2 separate regions of the Mus musculus genome follow, and region 2 is linked to region 1. The links are chromatin contacts, called in public Hi-C maps. All regions are on one chromosome and are shown on one strand. Each heading gives the region's core, a stretch centred on a gene start, on an enhancer-like site or on the middle of the called end of the contact. The rest is flanking DNA. Distances are from core to core; before and after follow the strand shown. Region 1 has its middle 16 kb from the start of Gm30235. Region 2 overlaps Foxo1 (forkhead box O1).

Region 1 (6,582 bases), core at 1,746-4,245:
TTAAGAGCACTGACTGCTCTTCCAGAGGTGCTGAGTTCAACTCCTAGCAAGCACATGGTGGCTGCACAAACAGCTGTAATGGGATCCAAAGCTCTCTTCTAGTGTGTCTGAAGAGAGTGACAATGTACTCACATACATAAAATAAATCTGAAAACAACAAAACAATTGTGGCTTGTTGCTTAACAGATCCCATCTAACCCACAGCACACAAGCTTCTGCTACTAGCCTCTCCATGATGGCTAAGCCTATCACTTATTATTCTCACACTCAATGGCCAAATCTACAAAGTTCCCTGCAGACTAGCATCCCCAGTACCATCTGGAAGCATGGAAAAATACGGTGTCAGATCCTGCACCAGGAGTAGACGTGACACACTCTGTATTTTGATAACATTCATGTTCATGTATCCTATGCATGTGAAATCCTAAGACTTACTCCCCCGAAGCTGAGATGCTTACAAAAAGACACACAGACAACCTTCTGTGCATACATAACATCTGATGAAAACTATTTTATGCACATCCTTTTTTATTTTAATTTGAACTTTTGCACATATTTTATGAGTTGTCCATTTTAACACTTTATTCAGCACGTTTGGCTATCCTCCTTATTTTGGATGGAATGGTGGTTGCCTCTCGGTTGGCTGAAGCTCCTTTTGTGTTTTCCAACATCCCCTCTTCCAAGAGACTTTCCCCATCCCTTCAAGCAGCTTGCTTCTGCTACCGCGCATTCTTGCAAACATTATGATTGCGTTGTTTTGAATGGTTTTAGTTGTTGCTTTGCTTGGGGGCCTCTTCATTTGTCTCTCTAGATTGTGGTGTCCCAGGGATGAAAACTATGCCATCCCTAGCCCATAGGATAATGATAGAAGACTGGCGGCTTCCTAACAAAGCAAAGAAGCTCTAAGTACAGAAAATGCCTGTCTTGTGATCACATGGCCGAGATCACATGGCCGAGACGTCCAGCTAATTTCTAGTTGTTGACACCACAGCTGAACAGATAACTGGAGCAAGACAAGGCTGATCCTCATTTACCTGTAAGCAATCCAGAACATTCCAAATAACGCTCTCTATTGGTTTTTTTTTTCAGTTCTGTGTCTCTTTGGGGTCTATATGTTCTTTAAATATTTTAATTTATTATCATCATCATCATTGGTGTATGTGACAAGTTTGTGTGAGGTGTGTATGTGTGGCATGTATGTGATGTGTGGTGTGTGTAGTGTGTGTATGTGTGCGATAGCACAGTGAAGAGGTTAGAGGTCAGATCTGTGAAGTTGGCTTCACCCCTCCTCCATCTCCATGTAGGTTCCAAAGTCTGGGCTCATGCCATCAGGTCCTTGGGGTAACCATTTCTGTGAGTTGAGCCCAGTCCCCAAACTTTCTTTTCTGTTTTACATTTGCTGACACATTGGGGGGAGCAGTGTATATTATGTATGTATGCATGCATGACACTGTACATCCGTGGAGATCAAAGGACAACCTGAGAGATTTGGGTCTCTCCTTCTACCATATGGGGTTCCAGGGATCAAACTCAGGCCATAGGCTTGGCAACAAACTCCTTTGCCCACTGAACCATCTCATCAGCTGGGATAGATAACTTCTATCAGGCAGAGCAAGAAAAACATCGACAAATGTCTGGCAGGTTTCGCTTGCTCCATACTTTGAGCTTAATAGATACACAGCCAGGCCAACATGACTGCTCATAGAAGCAAAATTCTCATTTGGAAGGCAGTCATGTCATGTTTCTGTCTGCTCCAGGGTATCCCTGCCTGATTCTAATCCTGACGTGACATTAAATTAATTAGTAGAATAGTCTGACATCTAGAAACAAAATAGTAGCTAATACATTATTCAGATATGCACACTTCTCTAAATCATTTATAATGAAATTTGCGGTGTCCACAGGTCAAAGAGACGTTATTGAACCAAATCTTTTTCTTTTTCTTTTTCTTTTCCCTGTGGTGCTGGATTAAGAATGTCACTTAAGTGCTCAAACACTGAGCTATGTCTCAAACCTAAATTAGTTTCTTTATACACAAACTTGAAATTAGAGCAATATTTCTACCTACTACACAGGGTTACTGTGAAGCTCTAAAAAGACAGGACATAGAAAATCTACAAACTTGGGGCTGGCAAGCCGGTTCGTTAGGTAAAGATGCCTGCCACCAAGCCTGATGACTTGAATTTAATCTCTAGTATCTCGTTAGGTAAAGATGCCTGCCACCAAGCCTGATGACTTGAATTTAATCTCTAGTATCCACAAGCGTGAAAGGAGAAAATCAGTTGCCTCCACGTGCACATAGGCCATGTCCATGCCCGCCCCCACGCACACACTTATACACCTGTACACAGTACAAATAAAATAAAGTCTAATACACTTCAAGAATATAATTGAATTTAAAATTTTAAATTAAGAAAATAAAAACTATATACTTGAAAATTCTAGCATTATTTATTGACATTCACTTTTTTAATGATTTTTTTTTAAATATCACTTCTGGCAAACAGCTATAGATCTTCTCTCGTAAGTGTTTCTTCCTGGACCAGAGGGATGGATCAATGGTTAAGAGCATTTGTTCGTGCAGAGGCCCTGGGTTCCATTGCCAGCATGCACATTTGCAGTTCACGACAGTTCATAACTCCACTCACAGGATGCACAGGGTACTCAGACAGATGAATAAGATGTTCATATGCATAAAAACAAAGCAAAAGTAATTTACATGGTTCTCCCTGTCTTTCTCTTCTGTATGTATCCCCTGCCCCACCCCCGCTTTTTTTTTTATTCCAAGGATATAAATGCCACTTCTAGCTAATGGTTACTCAGATGTATGCAGAGGGAGCTCTTCGGGATATACGAGGCTCTCCACTCACTCATTTTAATCAGAACTAGAGTAAATTAGACAGACAGGTTCTCCCCCTGATATACAGTGCACTTGACACTATATAGAATGGCTCACAGCCAAAAGGGTGACACCATTTCCTGTTGCTTTAGTTCCTCTCGCCTACCCTGCCATGTGTGTCACACTGGATGAATGTGTGTTTGCTCATGGGGAAAACTGCGCAGACACAAAGTAGGAAACAGACAGGAAACAGCAAAGAGGCCAGAATGTTACAGTATCGCTTTCACTGGGGCAGCGCCCAGCACTGGCTTCTTTTAACAGTAAGATGCTAGATCCATTCAAATTGAGCTCATTAAACTTTATTAATTTCCTATTGCTATTCTATTCCAATCTCCATTAACTAAAAATGCTAATTAAAATAATTAAAGTTGACGAAGCTCAGGGTTAAGTGAACCTTAGTATTCTCAAGGCCCTAGATTATTTCCCCAGTACCGAATAGATAAATAAAATGAATATACCTAAATAACATTAGCTCCCAAAGTTGTTTTCCTTATCTAGCAAATTAAGCAAATGAGACCCGCTTTGCAATGGTGAGGATACCTGTAGAGAATACATTGGGAAGTTGGCTTTGGACAATTAAAATCTAGAAGTAATAAAATGATTAATTCATGGGAGACAGAAACTATGGTCATGCTTAGAATCTCTGCCAGTAGAGAGGTATTAATCTCAATTTTCTCCTCGAAGTACAGGCCTTGATTAGAGACCCCAAGATGAATACTGTCTAGGCAAAAGAAGGGATCCTGTCAGAGAGCAACAGTGGGTGAGGATAATCCTGGGCGTGGCACCTGCACGGAGGCTCAGCTGCGGCTTGCTGGGCTGTCTGTCCCACCAGCAAACAGGCTTTATCAGGCATGAAAGACATATAAATATCACTGTACTTATTTCCGTAGTTCATTTTTTAATGGTTCGTGTTAATGGGTATGTAATTTGCTTATGAGAACAGTTTCCCTAATATGCTTTTAACCACCTGCATGAGCCAGCTCAAGTCTAACAAAAAAAGCCTTTTGCATCGCAAATACTCTCAGCGGTGTTAGAGAACTGCGTGATCTGCAGCCAGCGCGCGATGATTCGCTGCTGTGATGATTCTGACTTCACACCCACAGGACTTTATTTCAGCCATGGGGCTGACAGGGTAGACGATAGGAATGTCGGTCTTGAGAGGTGTCTGACTTTGAAAGGCCCACCACCTTTCAGTTTCTCCATTAGTCTGAGTATATGTATGTCAGCTATGGCTGTAGATAGTTTCAGAACCATTGCTTTGAAATTTCCCCTAGGGCATCCCGAGTAGAATGTGAGGCAGGACAGTTGATTTGATTTTTTCCACTTTGTGTTGAATATCAGCTTTCCAACATGCATTCAGAAAGGAAGAAGCTGGGGTTTGTAGGAATAACAGTGGATTGTATCAAGGAGAAAAGCAAACAGTCACACTGCATTGCTCAAAGCTACATACGTTCTCTGCGTTTAAGGACGGGTGGGAGAAGCAAGCAGTGTGTGCCTCATTTGGCAGCTAGGGAAACAGGACTTTAGAAGTTGAAGTGCTGTTTAAGATTATATGCTCCTGAAGAGGGAGGGGAGATCATTATGATGAAAATACATTGTGTGAAATTCTCAAGTGATTAAAATCATTTTAAAGTCACACGCACAGGTACCCATCGGCTACAGAGCTGGAACCTGAGTTCTCATGTTGTAGTCGCCAGACTGGATGTAACTGCAGCAATCCTAGGACATATTTTAAAATTAAGGTAAAAGATAAATCACCGTTCATATGCTACCATTTTCTATCAGGGTTTGGCAGCAGGAAGCAGAGGCCATTGTAACTATTTTAAACAGGAAAACCAGTGCTCAGAAAACAGGAAAGTAGGCTGTAGGCTGGATTTCCAGACATGGCTTCAGGTACCCCCTGCTGGACTGTTCTTTAATGGGACTGTTCCCTCTACCCTAGTCAAAAGAAGGGAGTGGCTCATGACTTTGGGGTTCTAGAACAATGATCCAGATCTGGGGGACTGGGGACTACCAGTGTGACAGTTGTTTCTCTAGACACATGAAATCAGTGACCATACATGCATAGAACTCAGCTATAATAAAAGCTTGGCTTGCTAACAACTGTACCAAGGCTAAAGAAGGATGGTCCTTGTCCTTGATGAATGACGATTCAGATGTTGAATCAATATGTCTAGTGGAGAAACCTGCTCTGCATACTTAACTACTTAAACCCACCTGTAAAAGAATCTGAATAATATATGATTGAATGCATCCTTTCAACTTATAGGCAGATTCCAACACACTGAAATTCTCTCTAGATAAGGCGGGGAGCTTATTTTATATTCATCATATTTATTACTCCTCATTTATTTGTCTTTATGACTTCTCTCTCCAGCTAAGTGCAGAATACAATTTTGGATTCTGATCTTCTCACCCCAATAAAGACATTGAGAGAGAGGAACAATCCAGAGGCAAGTGGTGACGCAAGAACAGGTCAGATCTTAATGGTGCAAGCACCCACTCTCAGCCTTAGGAGAACAAGAGGGAGAGGAGAAGGCTGTCGTCTCCACATAGGCAAGGGGGGCATGGCTCTGGGAATGGGGGAACCCAGATAATCGACAGAGACTTACAGGAAGGGAGAGCTGGGCTCAGCAATACTCCTAGGTCTATCTGGCAGTAAGCTAAGCACGCTGTTCAGGCAGACAGAATTCCCTGTGGTGTGAAATAATCACTTTGAATCATATTTACCATTTGGTTGTATGCATTTGAGACATAGATTCATATACTGCAGAAGGATGTAGAGTATACATTTGCTTCCTATGTCTCCAACTCATTTACAAGCGCATGTATGGCATACAGCAGACCCTCAAATAGAATCTGGATGGAAGCATGAAGAGATGAACACAGCCAGGTACTACCAGCGCATCAGCGGAGGAGAACTGGCCTTCATGAGTCACCCACAGGAACTGGCTCAGAGTGGGAGAGTGGGCCATGGCGAGGAGATCTGGTGCTGAAGGTGTAGTACTAAAGAGAAAAGGAGGGGGAGAGAGTCTAACATGTGCACCAGGAAAACAGCAATGCCCCCAAAGGACCACTGAGACTGGAATGAACATGGCTTCCCGGTAGACAGTGATGGACTATGAATGAGCAGGCTACAAGGCAGGTTTTGGCACAGCTGCCAGGGCAGGGGGTTTTCAGTGTCCATGAGGAGTGGTAGAAAGACTATTTGAGGGGATGGGATCGTGGTAGGAAACCTCCTCTACCTGGAGGTTTCTGCCCAAGTTGTCAAACATTTTACACATACAACCTCATTTATCCTCCCTCTCCCCTGTGGGGAACCAGGTATATGGGGGCTCCAGAAGTGACACCAGCCTGTCTCTAACAGATGGATGCAGAATGACCTTGGCTGGCAAGCGACTGCCTCTTGAAGAGTCAGAGAAGCATCCTTACATCCCAGTGACATCATGAAACAACTTGAACTGCTATCAGCCCCCCCACACACACTTGTGACTCACTGGTAAAAACTAAAGACTACCTCATCAATTACTAAGTTACTAACCTGTGAGTCAGGTGAATTAGAGAGGCTGAGCAATCTACAGAACAATTGAACATGCGCTTCTGACTCAGCACAAGGTGCTAAAAGACACCCATCCTCGATCCCACACTTAGAAACACCTTTCTCACTCAGTTCCCAGCAGGCC
Region 2 (6,582 bases), core at 2,796-5,295, 310 kb after region 1:
TCAGTGGGTACAGAACTAACTGACCTGCAGTCAGGACAAGCGAGTCAGGCCTCAGGCAAGCATGAAAAAGATGAATGTAGATTATGCTACGTTAAGGAGAGACGATGAACAATCCTGGACTGGAGAACACGGCTGTGTGTTTTAAGCTGAAGATTACACTACCGCTTCAGGTATTTTTCTCCTCTGCTATTTTGCTCAGCATATTATAAAACTGAATCTAGGACTGAAATAGCAGATTGCCTTAAGAGCAAATGACAATATTTGTACCAGAAATGTTGGCAACCAACAGTACAGATGGGTTTTTGCACAACCATCTTCAAACTGGGGCTCTAAGAATAACTCCACCCACAGCACCAACGGTAAGCTGATGGATCCTGTCAGAAGGGCTTATTATTCCACACTTTTCTCCTACCACCTGCTTTTCAGAACGTGTGTGTACCTGCCCGACCTCGGCCTAGAAGGGCTCCAAACAGTGGAGACCGCAGTTAAAGGCAGGCATTAAAAGGCAGTGGCAGCTTTGCTTATTCACAGAGGACACAAAAATGACAAGCAAAAGTCCTAATTATCCAAACTAACTAGGAGAGTTTAATCTTTTCCCTTCAAACACAAATATGGAAGAGAGGGAGGGAAGAATAAATGAACAAACAAACCCCAAATGTCATTTATCTCTACTCAACGTTGGATTACCCTGGATTGGAGAGTCACTTAAAAACTATTGTTTGGGGGTCTGGGAGGGCTCCAGAATGGAAAACAGGGCTTATGCCTAGCCCCACTTATTGGCCGTAAGGATCATAAGCATGGCTGAAGGCAGTCTCCTTCCAAGGCTGCAGAAAGCCACTTTCCCTCCTGTAGCAGCGTCTCTGCCCTGGCTCTTACTCCTGCCCACTGAGACGGGAGCCCTTTCTCCATTCCTTTGCAATTTCTAGCAAATGTTCTGGAAAGGCAAATGGAACAAAAATCTTGCCTCACAGAGACACTTAGTACAAATCTATCCAACTGAAGTGCTGTCTTCAGCAGTTGGAGTATTCTTTCCTCGTCTCTAAAACTGAATTTGGGTGAATGAAATGGGTTCCAACCTCTTTAAGACTTCAGGGTGACTCCTGTGGCTTACCATGGGGCAACCCATCTGAATGAGAACCAAAAAGAAACTTTTTCTAGACAGAGATGATTCTCACGCTATTGGACTCAAGAGTACGTTATCAGTGAGATCTGGGGATAATAAGCATCGAACAATTAACAGAAGGGCCAACCAAATAGGATAGGAGATTTATCCTATATAGGAGATTTAATCGATAGAAGCTAGATGTGGAAAAACATAGAGGAACTCACTATCCAACCTGTCCAAATGATAGGGCACCCCTCCAACAGGCCAAACAAAATCCCCTCAACTCTCTGCTCGCCGAGGCCAGAGGCGGCTGTGAAGCAGACCTGTCTATGTTTACTGGCGAGCCTCGCTTCTTTGACAGCGCCTGAAGACTGCCAAGAGACTATCTCAAGTGAACCAAGCAGGAATCCCATAATCCTTTCTCTTCTCCATCAAGTGGAAAGAAAAAAAAATGGCTACACTCCTTCATAATTGCCAAACCAAAACATCTAAAAGAATCAAGACCAGATAGATTTATTTATTTATTTATTTATTTATAAAACTGGAACACATCTTCACAACTTTGTGTTCAAGGGGACTTATTTTAAGCCAACAGGTGACCATAAGCTGAAACCACACCTCTGAAATGGCAAAGAACCCAAGACTGGATAGTACTGGGCCTAAGGGGAACATCCACTATTATCCTGCTCCTAAGCTTATATTGCTATGCCCTAACTAACCTAGAGACCACAGCATGTAGACACTGAGAGGCCCGCCAGCATGCTTGGAGACAGCGTCCCAGTGTAGCCCTGGCTGGCCTGCAGCTTGCTAGGTAGAACAACATGGAACTTGAACTCAAGAGATCTGCTTGCCTCTACCTCCTGAGTGCTGCTGGCATTCAGGGTGTGTATCCCCACACCTAGCTGGAGCATCCAGCCCTGAATGGGATGTCATCATCAAACCCCTCCCCCTCCAGGCCCAGGGAGCTTCAGGGAAGGGGAGGTAGGGGGTCAGGGATGACTCCAAGGAAGCTCTGTCTTCCAGATATAACAGGACTGATGTACATATGAACTCAGACTGCGGCAGCATGCACGAGTTCAAGCCAGACGAGGGTCCAGTACTAAGAGTGGGAAGGGGACATGGGTGGTTCTACCCACCCAACTCCAACCAGGAAGTGATTTTCGATTTTTATCTGCTGGCAAAGGGAAAAAAAATCTGCTTTTTCCAATGAGGTGTTCAGGAGTAGTTGGCTAACGCAAAAATAAATAAATAAATAACCCCACAACCATGTGTTTTAGAGGGCTTTTTATCTTGTTTTGGCTTTTTAAAAATCTTGTTGGTTTGCTACTCCAACATTTTGGAGTTGTTTGTCTTGCTTGTTTGTTTTGAGAGTGAGGAGGCAGTAGGGGAGGCAAAGCATGATCAAACTGTATTAGACTGAAAAAAATTTTTTTGTTTTTGTTTTTTGGTTTGTTTGTTTTTTGAGAGAGGGTTCTCTGTGACTGAAAAAATTTTAAATAAAAAACCAAAAAGGATGAAACCATTTAAAGAGACTAGAGCACAATAAAAATTCTCCTCTATTCCCTCATCTATTAACCCCTAAGCCTAGGTTTACTCAGGCCAAGCCTTAAATAAATCTTCAATGAAGTCAAGTGGGCACATATGCGACTTTTCTTGGTAAAAACAAGGTCTGGGGCTGGAGAGATGGCTAAGTATTTAAGAGCACTGACTGCTCTTCCAGAGGTTTTGAGTTCAATTCCCAGCTACCACATGGTGGCTCATAACCATCTGTAGCAAGATCGGATGCCCTCTTCAGGTGTGTCTGAAGATAGTAACAGTGTATTCATACATATAAATAAATAAATTCATTAAAAAAAAAGGTTTGTCACTACATCAGTAACAAACAGAGCAAACACAAATGGTCTCAAAGCACCACTGATATCTACTATCCCTAAGACAGGTGGTAACTGACGAGTGTATAACGACACATCATGGACTATCTATTCAGCTATAAAAAGGACAACGTCTTACCATTTAAACGTGAGCAGACCTGAAGCACATTATATAAGACAGCTATACAGTCTCACCAGTACATGCAATATAGAATGTTGGTTTCAACAGACGCTGACTGAGCATTGCTACTGGAGGTCAGGACGGGGCTTAGTCAAAGGGTTTTAATTACAGCTGGAGGGGAGAAATACTCTGGGTGACAGGCTGACAAAGCATGAGGATAACATGCTAAGTATTTCAATAAAAGCTTCTTAAAGATCTTGAATGTTTTTTGAAAAGAATATTTAAGAGGCTAGATACTCTTTCCCTGATTTGAACATCACAATTCGAGGATGTGGAAACATTTATTTACCAGGTGCCTCTTAACGTGTACAACTTTTATGTCAATTTAAAAAAATGACAGCAATAATATGCATTAAAAGAAATGTCAAACACTTCTATCTACTCTCATAAACAACTCAATACAACGCTTGCCAATTCCAAAGAAGAGGCTGGCACAAAATGTGCATTTCTATCCCAAGTAAGACCTTCTTTTCCAATTAGGACATGGGAAACTAAAAAAAAGTACAATCTGTATTATTTTAAAAACCAATTTAGTTAATTTTTTATTTACTTAGAATTCAAAGTTTGCTAAAAATAGACAGTACACAGTAGTAAGTGTCACTAAAACCAGAAGTACTGCAAAGAAAAGATCTATTTCAGAGTTAAACTCAAAGGTCTGTGTTGTAAAATATTTGGTCTTTGTTATTCTCTCAACACTCAATTTGGAAAGAGAAACATGCTCCAGTTTGGGTAATTAACCAGTAACATAAGTCAAATAATGAATTCTGCTACCTCCTAAATACATCTGAACAGATTACCAAGTCTTTCAAAGCAATTTCAAAGCGGCACTGCAGCCTTGCAGGAGCTGAGACACAGGAAATGCATGTTGACACGTGCAGCTCGGGCAGCTTCCAGGCGGCTGCATAGAGGAGCTCACAGAGGAGCTGCAGCCAGTCCTTGGAGCAGGACTAGACAGCGCCCAAACCAAAATGTTTAAGGCTGCTCAGAAACAAAGATGTGAGGAAGGAAATAGCAGAGAGGAGTTACAAAAGCCTTGCTCTTTTGTCAAGTATGCAATTATAGAAAAAAAAAAAAAGTCTTCCTGGAAGTCTACATATAAGAATGCCAGCCCTTTCCCTCTCTGCCGTTTAAGAGTCCTACTCTACTCCTCCAATAACACCTCTGAAACAAGTCTGAAACACTCCTTAGATGCCGCCACCTCTGGGTTAGCAGGATGGCTCAGCAGGGAAGGGCACTTACTGTGGGGCCTGACCACACCATCAACCCCCAGAGCCTGCCCACACAGTGGAAGGGGCAGTGACTTCTCAGAGTCCCACAACTGTGCTTGAACCTGTGCATACAATAAGTACCAGATGTAATAAAATGTTTTCTAAAATGCCATTGCTGTCCAAGAGTGACTGCCAACAGTGACGGGCAATCCCACTCAGATGACCAATCAGACCTCTTCTTACATAACAATGAACTAGACTGAGCAGTATCTTGTACCTAAGCCACACGAGCAAACAGACTAAGGGAGGGACCTACACTGTGGCCTAACCACACTATTACCTGCTGCTGAGATTAATAGCTACTTCTTACATGAAGACTCCAGGAGGCCACTGTCCCCAAAACACTCCCCTCACCCCCCAAAAATGATCACTTCTCAAACACACCTCCTCCCAGGTTTAAGTCAAGGGTGTGAGAGCTTGTTACCTGTCAAGTGAATGCAGGAGAGAGACTGCCTCAAGTTTCCTTTTCATTTGCCAACCTTGGAAAGAGGCACCAGGTGTAAGACAGGAAGCAAAGAACCAGGAGGCATCCTCCAGCCAGTGACCTTTTGGCTACTCAGTGATTCAACTGAGAACACAAGACTCTTTAAATGCTACGATCATAGAATTAAGAAATTAGAGAAGGCCCTTTCTAAGTAACCCAACCAAGAGAGGAAAGAGGGTGGCAAACGTGCTTTGTGTTCTGCAGAGCAGACTCCAGCTGCCCAATAAGTGATAGTTCCAGAGAGAGAATCCTGAAATGCTGAAGATGAAACAATGCTAACACCAAGCCAGAGCGCCAAGGCACTAACTCAATCTGTTTGCTCTGTGGAAGCCCAGTAGGCATGGGGGTGGGGTGGGAGATGGGGTGGGGGCACACACTAAGAGCTACTCCACTTTAAACAATATACCACAAGTAATGCCTTCTCTGCAGCTTTTCTCTAAATCAATAAACAAGTCAACTGATATGCTAGGGTAGCAGGATACATCTTACATTTTGATGGTTCACTCACAGCCAGACTTATAACTACTAAACTGCTAAGATCACATTATCTTTCAAGCTAAATTCACCTTTCCACACTGGCTTTTTAGCAGTCTCTTGCATTCTATCACTGTCTATCTTTCTGCAGTCCATGCCTCTGCTTTCTGGTCTTTAATCTATGTATAGGAATAGCACGATGCTCAGGCTCTAAAAACCTTTAGACAGGACTGACAGTGCCACTCTGCAGGTCCACTGAGGAGAAAGAACAGTTGCTAACTTGCTCTGACCTACAGAGATGTGGACAGTGGTCTGGTTGGAGATTCCACTTGAATACATGGTACTATGACCTCCTCCCAGAAGCTAAGAAAGCAAACTCAGCTCAGACCAACTGAAGAGGGGACTCAGTGGAGAGTCAACCTAGGCTGAGGCTAGGACAGGACCCAGTTGGTAAACATAGCTGGAACTGAAGAAATAAATATTTAGTAGGTCCATAAACTGACAACACTTAGGAACAGAAAAGCCAGTTGTTTTGAAATTTCACTGTTTTGGTGTTCTGGGTGCCTATTTTCTTGTAGTAGGTGTCAGTGTGTATTTGTATGTATGTGTGTGTGTGTGTGTGTATATACACATATACATGTATATATATGGTTGAATAACTTGATGCGAAAGCCACAAAGTGAGTTTTTCTGTTTTGAAGGAGCAGGAAGAAATGTTCCTGCTTGTGGAGCCCCAGCTGCTGACATTGCGCCAGCATACAGCCTCTCACTCACGCCGCACACTCAGGTTCTGGACCATCCCTGCCCACTCCAAATACGCAGCCAAAAGGAGCAGTCTTCCTGGTCCTACTGAAACTGCTGGTTTAGCCATTGAATTTTGAAGTGCTTTGTCATTCAGCAAGAACTGTACTGGTCACCTCTTCTTCTTCTTCTTCTTTTTTTGAAATATATTTACATGGTAAAACATTCAAAGAAAGGCTTGACTTTTATAAGGGTCTCCTTAAACATCACCTCAGCGTACTGCCCCAGAAGTCAGCAAGCAGCTCTTCTTGTTCAACAGTCACGTGCCGCAAACAATTAGACTCTATAACAAGTCACAGCTGAGGAGGAGCCTGCCCTGTGTGGACATCTGGAACACGCTGCTTGCATACAGACAAAGGAGATACAGTGAGGGCAGTGCGTTTGACATGGCTGACCCTG

Evidence for each region. A called contact is a pair of places that touch in the nucleus more often than the background predicts.
Region 2: a Hi-C map of pro-B cells shows a contact between it and region 1, with 4 times the contacts expected there. The contact joins two enhancer-like sites. A contact is called at or near these places in 2 of 484 Hi-C or Micro-C datasets (pre-B cells and pro-B cells) and 5 of 115 datasets of contacts at active chromatin or transcription factors (astrocytes, fibro-adipogenic progenitors, large pre-B cells and 1 more).

What each region holds. Positions count from the first base shown.
Region 1 is chr3:52,631,009-52,637,590 of GRCm38.p6, reverse strand. No RefSeq gene overlaps it. Among named protein-coding and RNA genes, the nearest start is that of Gm30235, 16 kb to the left of the region's middle. Within about 2 kb of position 2,995, at least 95 of the 459 cell types and tissues checked have an H3K27ac peak or open chromatin away from gene starts, as enhancers often do. A contact at or near this core is called in pre-B cells and pro-B cells, where this site is marked.
Region 2 is chr3:52,320,639-52,327,220 of GRCm38.p6, reverse strand. The region is part of intron 1 of Foxo1 (forkhead box O1); the gene reads right to left. Among named protein-coding and RNA genes, the nearest start is that of Foxo1, 56 kb to the right of the region's middle. Within about 2 kb of position 4,045, at least 46 of the 459 cell types and tissues checked have an H3K27ac peak or open chromatin away from gene starts, as enhancers often do. A contact at or near this core is called in pre-B cells and pro-B cells, where this site is marked.